Regions from separate parts of the Mus musculus genome. Here region 1 is linked to region 2. The links are chromatin contacts, called in public promoter capture Hi-C maps. All regions are on one chromosome and are shown on one strand. The core of a region is the stretch at or near the end of the contact, and the rest is flanking DNA. Distances in the headings are between cores, read along the strand shown. Region 1 holds the start of Gm20750 (predicted gene, 20750). Region 2 overlaps Naa15 (N(alpha)-acetyltransferase 15, NatA auxiliary subunit).

Region 1 (6,470 bases), core at 355-2,854, 1.5 Mb after region 2:
TCTGAACTCAGGAAACGGGAGTCGATTCGAGTTCAGACTTTTCACTAGCTGGTTGCTCCTGGGAAAATTGCTTAATCTCTCCAATCCTCAACTTTCTCGTCAGTAGAATGTGAATGGCAATATCCAAGAAATGGGATTGGTGTAATAAATCAACAGAGGCAAAGCCAAGTGTACGCGTGAGACTCTGACCTATTAACTGTTGTTACGGTAACAGCTCACTTTATACCTCTGTCCTTTGGGCAACCAATACATACAAAGCCCGGTAGTGCTCCTTGTTGTCATGTATAACAACCTGTTAAAGGGCAAGTCTGAGTGGGAGTTTCTGAGAACATTGCCTGTGCGTGTGTCTTTAAAACAATTCTCAACTTTAACCTGGTCTACCTTATTTCAGCTATGAAGCTCAGAAGCAGATCTATGCTAGATGCACATAATCTGACTTTCGGCCCCGTTCTAGATTTAAAAAAATGAGTCACAGACTATAATTCTTAAGAGGCAAATCGTTACCAGTATAACTTGGTATCCTATTAGGGAGAATAAAATTCTTCAATCAGATCTTGAGTTACTATGTTTCAAACAAACTCTTCCTGGCAGAGTCCTAGCAAAATCAATAAATAATAAAGAAAGAAAGTAACTCTGGGGCTGGAGAGATGGCTCAGCACTTGAGAGCACTGACTGCTCTTCTAGAGGTCCTGAGTTCAATTCCCAGCAACCACATGGTGGCTCACAAACATCTGCAATGGGGTCTGATGTCCTCTTCTTGTGTGTTTGAAGAGAGCAATGGTGTACTCATATACATAAAATAAATAAAAATTTAAAAAATCTTAAAAAAAAAAAGTAACTATGCACTCACAGTGTACGTGTTGTCCTAGTTAGTTTTACCATTGCTGGGATGAAACTCACCAAAAACAACTTGGGGGATCAAGGGGTTTATTTGGCCCATAGTTATCCCATCGTCAAGGGAAACCAGGGAGGGAACTCAAGAAAGGAACCCGGGAGAGGAAGCGAGGCAGCATGGAGGAGCTCTGCATGGTGGCTTGCGTCCCGTGTGTTTTATACTGCACGGGACAACCCACAGTGGTCTAGACCCTCCTACATTAATGAGAAATCACAAACCACACCCGCTCAGACAGTCCATAGGCCAATCTGATGGGGGCAATTCCGTGTTGAGGTTCCCTCTTCCCAGGTGGGTCATGCTTGCAACCACCTGCCAGATGCATGCTGACGCATCCTAGAGTAGCATCTTAAAGGCTACCCACGCTAGGAAACAAGGCAGCAAAGGTGAAATAACTAGGAAATTTATTCATGGGTGATGTCATCTCAATTTTGAGATCACACTTTTATCTTATTTTAATTCACCGTTCTAAAGCCCATGGCCACTAGGACATTTGTTAAAAACTGAAAGACCACTAATACTCAAGAGTCTAAAACTGCATCAATATGTATTTATAGCTTTTAGTTTCTCTTTCTGTTTGGGTGATATATGCAGTATATAATCTTATTGAAGTAATAAGTAGATATTATTTCCGTCTTCAACAGCGAAGTTCCCCATTTTGTCTTCTGTTCTTTAGCATTAGTTTCTGTTCCCTCTCAGAATAAAGAAAGTCTTTCTTTCACAGCTTCCAATGCTTACAAGAGACCTGGGGCTGCTGGGTTCTACAAGTAGCCACATCTGGGGAGCCAGAGCTCTCATTCCCAGTTCCCATTGATTCTGTGATTTAACAAAAACATCATGGGGCCAGCAAGATGACTCAGCTGGTAAAGCCACCTGCATCCAAGCCTGACAATTCAGGATCAACCCTCAGGACCTACAGGTTCCTGAAAGTTGTAGTCTCCAAAAGCACCCTGGTGCATACAGCACCACCCCCTACACACACACACACACCACTGCTGCCCATGAATAATATTGCAGAGAGAGAGAGAGAGAGAGAGAGAGAGAGAGAGAGAGAGAGAGAGAGAGAGAGAAATTGTGTCAGAATTAGAAGAATCAGACCGGTGAAACCCATCCCCCCATCTTCCACCACATATTAAAGAACTAGAAACTTTGTATGTAGGAAATCTTTTTGGAGTGTAACCGTGGTTGATTAATTACCTTTGTCGTGAATCTCTTTTCTGAGCATTCGCTCTGTAACCTGGGATACTCTTCACATTTGCATCTGAAACAGGCCAGTAGTCGGACATCTTATCCATTTGTTTCTAGTGAAAGAAGGGTACAATAATTGCAACCACAGAAAACAACCATGAAGCCACAAAATGAATTCAACAAGGCCTTGAATTCTGCAGTAAGGAGGAAAAACAGCAAGGGAGTCTACAGCAGGGCCCTAACTATTTATATAAACCATTCAACTCTTTTAACAGGATTAGAGACCAGAGACAATACAACAAATCTGCTGGGTTTGATTGACAGGACTCTCTGGGTGCCTATTAGGCAGTTTCCTGAGACTTGAAGTATTTCAGGTTTAAAATTTTGTAGCAAAACAACGTTTCTAAGTTTCCATGATGGGAAGATGACTTTTAATGGGAGGGAAAAAAAAGTCTCAAAGCTGGAGAGCCTATTTGTATACCCAGTTTGAGAAAAACCAAAACACGGTAACTTTCCAGAAGAAAATTGAAAACAGAGTTTGTACCTCCTCTGTGTGCTTTAGTAACCGCGGCCTGGTGTGGGAGTCTGGGTATTATTCAGCATGTCCACACTTAGTGTCTGTGCCTTGGGACTTTAGCTACTACCTGATTTTCAGTTATACTGTTTCTTCTTGAGTCATTCCTTGGCCATGGAGTCCTTTTATGAAGTCACAATAAATACAAATTTGCCTAGTAGTCTTTACAAATTGTTAAAACAACAGGACTTGGACAGATGCTCAGCCATTTGCTGATCCGGGATAGGTTTCCAGCATCCACATAGCAGCTCCGAAGCATCTGAGCTGTCTAGTCCCAGGGCACCGGCTCCCTCTTCTGGTCTTTCTGGGTACTGCACACAGACATATAGACAAACATACATATAAAATAAAAATAAATAATAAAAGTTGTAACTATTGTAAGAATGGGATTTACAGATATAATGGATCTGTCTTCTGTGGTCAACACTATCACTGGGATATTTTGGAAATTTTAATATATGTCAGAAGGAAAATGAAAAGAAAGTGGTAGAAAGCAGGAAAAATGGGAAGAAAGCTGAATTGGGGGACTTGGGGGAAGGAAGTCTGAAAAAAGAAAAGTAAAAAAGAGTGACTAGGGGAGTGAAGAAGCAGGAGGGAGGAGAAGGGGAAGGAAGAGTGGACCGGAGGGACCGAAGTGGAACCTTTTACCCTTTCCAGAGACGGAGACTTTGATCATCTGAAGACAGCTACAGTGTATAATAGATAAATAAATCTGAAAGAAAGCAAGGAAGGAAGGAAGGAAGGAAGGAAGGAAGGGAGAGAGGGGGAGGGTGGGGGGAGGGAGGGAGGGAGAGAGAGAGAGAGAGAGAGAGAGAGAGAGAGAGAGAGAGAGAGAAACTACTTTCTATTACGATTGTAATCGCACTCATCTACAGGGGTCTGTTCCACAGCTGAGTGCATATTGTTTTGTAAGCAAACTTTAAACATTTACCCACTCATATGTTTTTGGGATTTGGATTCTTATCCCCATAGCATGGGATAGATGAAGCCAAGGCTTTACTGCCTCTCTATCTGCCCTGAGGTCACACACAGACTGGAGCTGCCTTCATACCTCCAACATGATTAAAAGTGAGTTGTAACCACTGACCACTAGTGCTAGAGAGCTGGCTCAGCAGTTAAGAGCACTGACTGCTCTACCAGAGGTCCTGAGTTCAATTACTAGCAACCACATGGTGGCTCACAACCATCTGTAATGGGATCCGATACCCTCTTCTGGTGTGTCTGAAGACAGCAACAGTGTACCCACATACATGAAATAAATAAATAAATCTAAAACCAAACAAACAAACAAACAAAACGCTGACTGCTAAAAACAAGAAAATGGTGTAATTGACATTACTGGTGTTTTGCAAATTCCTTCCAGAACTCCAGTGAAGGTTTTCGTATTGTGATCTATATCTAGGCTTATGGAAAATGTGAAAAAAATTGAGAGGCCTTGAAAAATCTATTTTCTTTAAAAGGAAGTCCCTAATTTCTAAGTGTCAGTCCCCACAGAACTTGGACCCACCCTCAAAGGATCATCTGTGGAGGCTGAGAGCCAGCTTCATGTGAGCAGCGAAGAACAAAGCAACAAAACAAGACTGGCAGTGGTCCCTGGGGGCCCGGAGGATGGCAGGCGTGGCTGAGAAGCTAGAGGATGTCTTACAGAGTCTTCCAACCCCTGACTGTGGGGCATTTTTCAGGTTTTCTTTTCTTTTCTTTCTGCTCTGGGGGCAGCTGCTTAAAATATGGGTATTGGCTACTTGATTCTACATCTTGTCTTCCATATTAAAAACTAGATCTGTCCACAGAATCACACGCCTGCGAGACGTTTTCAAGTGTACTTTTTCCTTTTCCGTGAGCAGTGTCTGTGTTTGAGGCTCAACTATAAAACGTCACGTAACAAAAGCCCCTAATCCGTAAGACTGTCTCAGATAGCAGGCATTATGTAAATGAAACATAATAATATAATCCCAGATACCAATGCACAGTGAATGTTGGGATGGATAATGGAGAAAGCTGAATGCTTTCATTGACTCGAATTCCAAGAATGGTCTGAGCAAGTGAATGTAATGTTCCCAGCGCTAACCCCGAAACAATACTCTCACCGCATACACCTGACGCTTAGAATAACTCACATAACTCTGGCCGGCATTGTTTTCAAGATGAAGAAAGTGGGCTCAGGGGGAATTAATTCTACACTAGGGAGCACCAACACTGGCATTTCTCTTTCCGATCCTGTGCCAGGCAGCACTGAGCAATTGTGACATTCTTTGACACACTTGAACACAGCCTAGTCAGTCAACCAGGTCTAGACTAAGAAACACATACTGGTCAGGAGATAGAGAGGAAGTGCGTGGATAAACACCCCTCACAGCTTCCTCCCACTCATCTGTCACAACTGCTTCACATTCTGACACCTTCGAAACATGACTTCATTCTCATAAATACTTGTCATTCAGAAAAAGAAGCCATTTATCCAACTTACGGCGGAAACCACTCTCCTTCCCTGCTGACACTCTGGTCCAAGATGACTGAGATTCTGTCTTCTGACGGCTCTCCTCGTGACCTCACACGGTTGGCACACAAGTCTCCTCTTGATCCCCCGTGACCTAGGGCTCCAGGCGGATGCTTGCTTTCTCTGGCTGAACATACTGCACGGAGCCATCTGTCTAAACACGGAATCCCTTAGCCCACATCCTTTCAGCGCTCATGGTGCGCGAGCCCCTCTCAGCTTTCTTCAGCTCCGGCCTTGGCAAACATCAGAAAAACAACTCATGGCGCTACCTTTATTCTGAATTGTATTTAATCACAAAAAATTAAATTTCATAAAAGACAATGTTTTAAATCTTCTGGGAGGAGCTTCTCTTTCACCACCTTGAACTCTCAGAGCAACAGGTAGAGAAGACACCCAGAAAGAAATAGATCACTTTGAAGGGGGAAAACTAATCGGATAAGCACAATAGATACTTATGTCTACATTTTTCTTAACAGTGCTCACAGAATTCTGTAGTGATACAGGTGGTATAGGGGTGTGGAGTCCAGCTTTACCCAGCTCTCTCTGTGCTTTCTACAGCTTGTCCCCAGGGAGGGGACAAGTTCTAAAACATTGTACACTTTTCGTCAGAGCTTTCTGCAAGCATTATGAGCAATGCATATTTTTCCTATTTCAGGGGACCTAGGCCTTGTTTAGAAACCACGTTCCCTAACTAACTCAACTGATTCATGATTCAAATACAAAAGGAGGCAGCGACTGCCCAAGAGCTATGACCTTCCCTCCATCCCACCTGCCACCACGCTAATAATGTTAAATCCTGGAAATGTCTATGAGTTAGGGACTCCAGTCCCCGGGAGAAGGAGAGAAGAATGTCATTCTTTAAAACTCTTTATCTTTTCTCCTCTGATGCATATTTACTTAATGTGCATCTTCTAAGAGCAGATGTAGGGGACGATGGTGCATATCTAAAAACCAAATGCCACTCTAAAAATTAGATGTAGACATTCCAACTGATAATTTACGATATCAGATACATAGTCATTCTCCATTCAACACTTGGATGGAGGTCACATCATTCTGTATTTTTAACCAAGTAATTGGACACAGACAGGAAAAAAGTTATACTGCTTAAGCTGTCTCCAAAATAAACTATGGCCTTGATGGAGCTCAAGTCAGCCAGGTCCTACTTTGTCTCTCAACCCTCACCATTAAGGGAGGGAACCAGATGTATGGGTTTCCTTTCCAAAGAACAGTCCCACCTGAGGGTCTGGAGGTGAAGCTGTAGACACGTGGAGAGAGTGGTCCCTGTCCAGGGGCCTTCTCGAGGCTTCTTGTGATTT
Region 2 (7,296 bases), core at 2,240-4,739:
AAATACACTTAACCTGAAACAAAGGAAAGCCTCAGACTATGCTTCACCCTTAGGAATAGAGACATGGTGGCTCACAACCATCCATAACAAGATCTGACACCCTCTTCTGGAGTGTCTGAAGACAGCTACAGTGTACTTACATATAATAATAAATAAATAAATATTTTAAAAAAAAAGGAATAGAGACATTGCCTTGTACAGTTGTAATATCATTAACAGATTCTTTTTCCTAATACTCAAGTTTTCCAACTGTTAATGACACCCTTTTATTGTTTGGTTTTTCTCTTTTGAGACAAGGTTTTACTTTGTAGTTCAGACTGGCTCCCCAGTTCTTGGTATTCCACCTACCTCAGCCTTCCAGTACTTGGATAGCAGATGTGAGCCACTGTGCTGAGCAGAGTCAGCTGTGTGCCTGTGTATATGCTCATGCTGAAATTGACTCCAGGGCTTTGAACATTGCTAGGTAACTATTCTCTACCACTGGGTTGCATATATTCTCTCTCCTAAAAGAAAAAAAGAAAAGAAAAAAAATCACTTTTTTTTTTAATTTTGAGAGAGCCATAAAGTTACATACAGTTTGAGAAATAAAACATATTCTTTGTATACTTTTACAAATTAGTATCTTACAAGTCTTATAGTTGATTGTAACATTGTTAGTGTTTACCAATTTTACTAGTGTTTCCCAAGTTTTACTTGTAGTTGTGTGTTTAGTTCTCTGCAGTGCTATTACACAGGTAGGTTCTGTCCTTACAGTCAAGATATAAGACAGTCTATGGAAACACAGAGGAGCCCTATACTGCCCTTTAGAACCACATCCACCTATGTTCTTCCCTTTCTCTCTATTCTCACCTTCCAGCAACCATGACTAATGTGGCTCCTATTTATGTAATTTAAAAAGAATATCTACTAAAGAGAATCATAAAGTATAGAACTTACAGATTGACATTTCTTCCGTGCAGAAGAATTTCCTTGTGGCTCACCCAAGTTTTCACTTGTATCAGTAGTCTGTTCTATTTTATTGAAAAGTAATATTTGCATTATAGACTTAGTAGGGTTGGTACACCATTTATAGAATAACGATTCTTGGTCGTGATGGGATAAAAACCTTTAGTTTCATTGCTAAAATCACAGTACAAAAAGGATTTATTATTTTCAAGCATTTTATTAATGGAGCATGGGTGTGTTTGTGAATGTTGTAGATGCCTTCCTCCTTCCTGCCAAGGCTCATATGTGTAGGCTAGAGAACAGTTTCAGGAATTGGTTGTCTTTCTACCAATTCTGTGGGTCTCAGAGATTAAACTCAGGTCTTTAGAGGGGAAGCACCTTTATACACTGAGACAATTTGCTAGCCCACTAAAGGGTTTATTGTGATAAGACATAAACAAGAAGAGTGTGTAAATCACTAAATGGAAGAAAAGGAGATACAATGTTTTTATTGTTGACTGACATTAGGAATGAAGAAAATGTTACCAAGCAAAGTAATAGTTTTGTTTCAAAATTGCATCTGTTACAATTTTTATTGTGTTAGCTCTCTTGCTTTCTCTTTTACTTTTCTTTTTCTTTTTTTGAGAAGGGGTAGGGGTAGAGATCATGTCTCTCACATAGTTTTGATTGTCCTGCAACTCACTGTATAGACCAGAATGGACTCAAATTGTTTGCCACCATTTGATTTTTAAGCTTTTCCCCACCTTTTCTTTTCTGGTCTGGTAAAGGAAAAGTTGGGCATTCTCCAGTGCTAAAACTAAGTGTGGGTAGTTAAGTATCACTTTGCAAAATTTTGTAATTTCTACGGTGTATTTGCCTGACTTAGTTTAGTTTGTTTTGATACCTACATTAATGTTTGCTGCATATTTGCCACCTCCTTTCCTGCACAGGATTGAGTTTTCTGCATAAGCATTGTAATAAATTGATAAAAAATATCTGCAAAATTTTTGTCTCTAGTTCATTTAGGGGAAAGAAGTTAATTTTTTTTTTTAAAAGCTGGTAAGGTAAGCTGGGCAGTGGTGGTGCATGCCTTTAATCCCAGCACTTGGGAGGCAGAGGCAGGTAGATTTCTGAGTTCGAGGCCAGCCTGGTTTACAGAGTGAGTTCCAGGACAGCCAGGGCTACACAGATACACCCTGTCTCAAAAAAACAAAACAAAACAAAACAAAATGAAGGTAAATGTGATGTTACAAATAAATATATATTGTATTGTGTAAGATTTGCTTGATTGCTTGCTAGTCTTTCCTTTTAAATTTTCACATGGTTTTAATATATTTACAAGATTATGTAATTAGGAAATTGTGGTTTCTGCATACGTACCTTTGTTGCTATTTGTTCATCCAGATAGTTTGAGACTTGCTCAGAGCTTTACTCTCCTCTCCCCGACTCCTCTGCTCATCTCTGGCTACCCCCACCCCCTTCAGTGTTTTGAGACATGGTTTCTTTGTGTGACCCTGGCTGTCCTGGTACTCTTTCTGTAGTCCAGTCTGGCTTTGAATTCAGAGATCTGCTTGCTTCTGTCTCAGGAGTGCTGGGATCAAAGGTGTGTGCCACCACCTAGCTTTAGCTCACTTTTTTGGGATCTAGGGTTTAGGGTAGAAAAGGTGTTCTTGAAAGGTGTGGGCAAAACTCATACCTATACCGTTCAGCTCACTTGGAAAGTGGAATGTCCTTAATGCCTGCAATCAGATATCAGCATGCTGGTTGTTACACTGCTGCATTTTTTTCTTTAACTTTTTATCTACTAATGTGCGTTAGGAGAAAATAAAATCTAAGTTGGAATACTTAACTACTATTATTATTTGAATTTTAGTCTTGTCAGTTGGTTGAGCTTAGGACAAAATATTTCTTTTTTTTTTTAAAGATTTATTTTATGTATATAAGTACACTGTAGCTGTCTTCAGACACACCAGAAGAGGGCATCAGATTCCATTACAGATGGTTGTGAGCCACCATGTGGTTGCTGGGATTTGAACTCAGGACCTTCGGAAGAGCAGTCCGTGCTCTTAACCGCTGAGCCATCTCTCCAGCCCCAGGACAAAATATTTCTGTGTGAAGAATTCATATCCTGGAGTCATAGACAGCTGTGAGAGCCACCATGTAGGTACTGGGAATAGAACCTGACTTTCCTGGAAGAGAAACCAGTGCTCTTAACCACACTGAGCCATCTCTCTGGCCCCAAAAGGAAGACGTTTAGTTTAAATTTTTATTTATTTTGTGTATGTGTGTGCACATGCACGTGCACATGCATAATACTGCAGTGGGATATGTGGTGATCAGAGCCAGTTTGTGGCAGTTGGTTCTCTACTTTTACCACGTGGGTACTGGGGATCAAACTCAGTTCAACAGGCTGGGCACCAGGCATCTGTACCTACTGAGCTATCCTGCTGGTGCCATGCAGATATTGTTATTAAGTAAACAGACTGAAGTTAAAGTAAGGTTTGCAGCTAGAGCTAGGAATGAGGAACTAGACTTTACATCATTCAGGGAAGAAAGATGAAATAAACCCTTTTCTCCTCAGGTTGCTTCTGGTCATGGTGTTTTATCACAGCAATAGAAACCCTTTCTAAGACAGCTCTCAAGTTCCTGTTGCCTACAGTTCCTTCTCTACAGTTAGCACTGTAACCTGGAAGTGTGAGCTAAAATAAACCCTTTTCTCTCCCAAGTTGCATCTGTCATATTTTATTACAGCAATAGGAAATGAAATTAGACAGGACACTAGTGAGTTATATGGGCTTATTTATTTTTACATGAAGAATTAAGTCTCTACTGAATATTTGCTACTGCAGAATATTGAATACCTTTAGTGTTGTTTTTCAGAGTTGTCCTAATCTTCAAGTCAAAAGTCATCAAATGATTTTTTAAATCGTAAAACTCAAGCCAGCAACTCAATAGTTGTAACTAGTGAACCTTAGATGGAGTGCACCAGGCAGTGTTAGTTGGTATTATGCAGCTTGATGGTACATGCAGCACAATGGGTACACGCTGTGTGTTTGGAGCCAAGGCTGTTGCAGTGAGCTGTAGAACATGATGTAGATGAACTTTGCCAGAAGTACCTTGGCTTACATGTTTGATTATGAATTAGTTTTTGCTTCTTGCACATTCAGGACATTTTTTTACTTTATTTTTATTTTATGCGTGTTAATGTTTTGCTGGCATGCATGTACATGCATCAAGTCTGGGCTTGGGTGATTCCCTGGGACTGGGATTATTGATGGTTGTGAGCTACCATGTGGGTTCTGAGAATTGAACTCAGGCAGGTCTTCTGTAAGAGCCACAAGTAAGTGCTCTTAACTGCTGGGCCATCTATCTCCATCCCTAAGACATTTTCAATTGTTTTCCAACTCTCAAGGGTCAGTTATAGCTAAAGACACTTATGTCAGTGTCTTAAAGGGTTGGGACGGGTTTAAGATGGTGTGGTTTAGGCCAGTGGTTTAGTAGGTAAAGGTGCCAAATTTGATGATCAGCGTTTGATTCCCAGAACACACATGGTGAAAGGAGAGAATAGATAGATTCTAATAACTTGTCCTCTGACTTTAACATGTGTGCTATAGTAGTGTGCAAACACACACAAAATAAATATATTTAAAATGTAAAAAAAAAAAAGTGTGGATTAAACTATAAAAAAATAGAAATGAAATTTTACCTACTGTAAGGTCACCTTCTGTACATTAATTTTTAGGCTGAGAGTGTAGCTTAGTGATAAAGAGCTGGGCTAGCGAATCTTTTTTGATTTTCTTTCTTTCTTTCTTTCTTTCTTTCTTTCTTTTTTTTCTCCTTAAGACTATACCGCTTAGCCGGGCATGGTGGCGCACGCCTTTAATCCCAGCACTTGGGAGGCAGAGGCAGAGACAGGCGGATTTCTGAGTTTGAGGCCAGCCTGGTCTACAAAGTGAGTTCCAGGACAGCCAGAGCTATACAGAAAAACCCTGTCTCGAAAAACAAAAAACAAAAAAGACTATGCCGCCTGACTCAGGCCTGTTGGAACACTAGGGAAACAGGGAGGATGATTATAAATTCCAGCACAGCTGAGCTGTCTTATGTAGTGAGACCCTGTCCACAGAGCAAGAAGAAAAAGTACAACAGAGTTTTGGGGAGGACAGAAAGGAGATGGTTATTGAGTCAAGGGACAGTTGGAGGAATAACTTCTAGTGTTCTGTAGAACAGCAGTGCAGCTCTGGTTGGCAACAGTTAATTATCTAGCAGATATCTAGCAAAATATCTAGCAGAGGGGATTTTTGACTGTTTCTAGCACATAACTGTTTGAATTGATGGATGTACCAGCTACTGATTTGGATATTTTATGTTGCATGTGTGTTGAAGTATCTCTTTTCTGTAAATATGTGAAAACAGTATCTGGGCCTGGTAGTGCGGGCTTATAACCTTAGCGACATCTAGTATTACCTCTGTAATTCTAGCAATAGGAAAGCTGAGGCAGGAGGCTAGCAAATTCAAGGACTGCTTGCTTCAGAGTGAGTTCTGTCAAGGCTGGGCAACATAAGACCTGTCTCAAGGAGTAAAACAAAGATTGGTCAGGCTTTTTTTAGTCTAGCACTCAGGAGGCAGAAGCAGGCATATATCTCTGAGTTGGAGGCCAGCCACAAACATCACCACTAACAAAAACAAAAGGAACAGAATACTAAATGCAGTTTTGGTATAATGTAAACATCATATTTTACTATAAAAATCAATTAAAAATAATTATTTTATGTATATAAGTACATTGTAGCTATATTCAGACACACCAGAAGAAGGCATCTGATCACTTTACAGATTGTTGTGAGCCACCATGCTGGGAATTGAACTCAGGACTTCTCGAGAACAGTCAGTGTTTTCTAACCATCTCTAACAGTCAGTGAAATATCTCTCTAACCCTAATTTTTATAAATATAAAAAATTGATTAAGAAATAAAAATCTTAAGCCGGGCTTGGTGGTGCACGCCTTTAATCCCAGCACTCGGGAGGCAGAGGCAGGCGGATTTCTGAGTTCGGGTATACAAAGTGAGTTCCAGGACAGCCAGAGCTATACAGAGAAACCCTGTCTCGAAAACCCAAAAAAAAAAAAAAAAAAAAAAAAAAAAATATATATATATATATATATATATATATATATATGAATCCTTCGTTAATATTTGCTTTAAAATTTTTGCTCTAAAGTTTGTTTTTGAATGAGATGTGGTATGAAGGAACAAATTTGTTATATTTTCATTTAAATTGATAAAGCATACATGTATTTAAAAATGCTATATTTCTTGACTAAATTTTTAAAAAGTGATCTCTTTGGACTGGAGAGATGGCTCATCAGTTAAGAGTACTTGTTTCTCTTGCAGGGACCTGGATTCAGCTCCCAGCATCTACATATTGGCTCATGACTATCCTTAATTTGTTATCTTTTGATCTGGTGGGTACCAGACACTCAATGAGGTGTACATACATATATACATACATGCAGGCAAAACACTTATATACAGGAAATAAAATTATTTTGGGCAAGACAGGTTAACACATACAAACATTTGGTTATTTGAGGAGGATAGAAAATTAAAAAAAGATAACTACAGTTCAGGTTTTTTTTTTCTGTTTTCTTTTTCTTTATTTCTTTCTTCTTTTTTTTTTTTCTTTTTTGTGAGATAGGTTTCTCTGTGTAGCCCTGGTTGTTCTGGAACTCCACTTGCCTCTGCCTTCCTGGTGCTGGGTAAAGGTGTATACCACCTTAATAGATAATGCTGTATTACAAAAGAGACAAATGCTTTATAGGAACTGAACTTACCATTTCATTCTGTAGGTATTACAAAGCCATATAGTCTAGGGTCATTTGTGGGGCTCACATAGATTCATATTTGATACTAAAACTGCCATCCCAGTCATTGTGAAACACTGACTAGAGTTTTCCAGAGAGGGACAGTTGACACCTTGCAGGATTGGAGGACTGGAGTGCTGCTGACTAGATGATCTCAACTGGATTATTCTTTTTAGTGTGCTATCTTACTGCCTTTATTAATTCATAAAAGTGCATTTGGACATAAAAAGTCCATGAGGGAGCATGTGTTAGGAATGTTCTCTTCCGGGCTGGCAAGATGGCTCAGCGGGTAAAAACACTGACTGCTCTTCCAGAGGTCCTGAGTTCAAATCCCAGCAACTGCATGGTGGTGCACAACCATCTGTGATGAGATCTGAAGACAGCTACAGTGTACTTACATATAATAAATAAATAAAATCTTTAAAAAAAAAAAAAAGGAATGTTCTCTTCCAGGAAACTTCACCTAACATTTCTTTTGGGGCCTGTATGTAGGCGGAGTCTCTAAATGTTGG

The links. Capture Hi-C pulls out chosen DNA fragments and counts their contacts.
Region 1: a promoter capture Hi-C map of adipose tissue shows a contact between it and region 2, with 3 times the contacts expected there. The contact joins two enhancer-like sites. A contact is called at or near these places in 1 of 115 datasets of contacts at active chromatin or transcription factors (large pre-B cells) and 1 of 9 other capture datasets (adipose tissue).

What each region holds. Positions count from the first base shown.
Region 1 is chr3:52,922,502-52,928,971 of GRCm38.p6, forward strand. Gm20750 (predicted gene, 20750) reads right to left here and starts at 5,165. Exons shown (of 5, transcript NR_040555.1): 1 at 5,122-5,165; 2 at 2,090-2,193. Within about 2 kb of position 1,605, at least 29 of the 459 cell types and tissues checked have an H3K27ac peak or open chromatin away from gene starts, as enhancers often do.
Region 2 is chr3:51,418,747-51,426,042 of GRCm38.p6, forward strand. All of the region lies in intron 1 of Naa15 (N(alpha)-acetyltransferase 15, NatA auxiliary subunit), which reads left to right. LOC108168868 (a long non-coding RNA gene) reads left to right here. Exons shown (of 2, transcript XR_001783830.2): 2 at 298-4,590. Among named protein-coding and RNA genes, the nearest start is that of Naa15, 6.4 kb to the left of the region's middle. Within about 2 kb of position 3,490, at least 31 of the 459 cell types and tissues checked have an H3K27ac peak or open chromatin away from gene starts, as enhancers often do.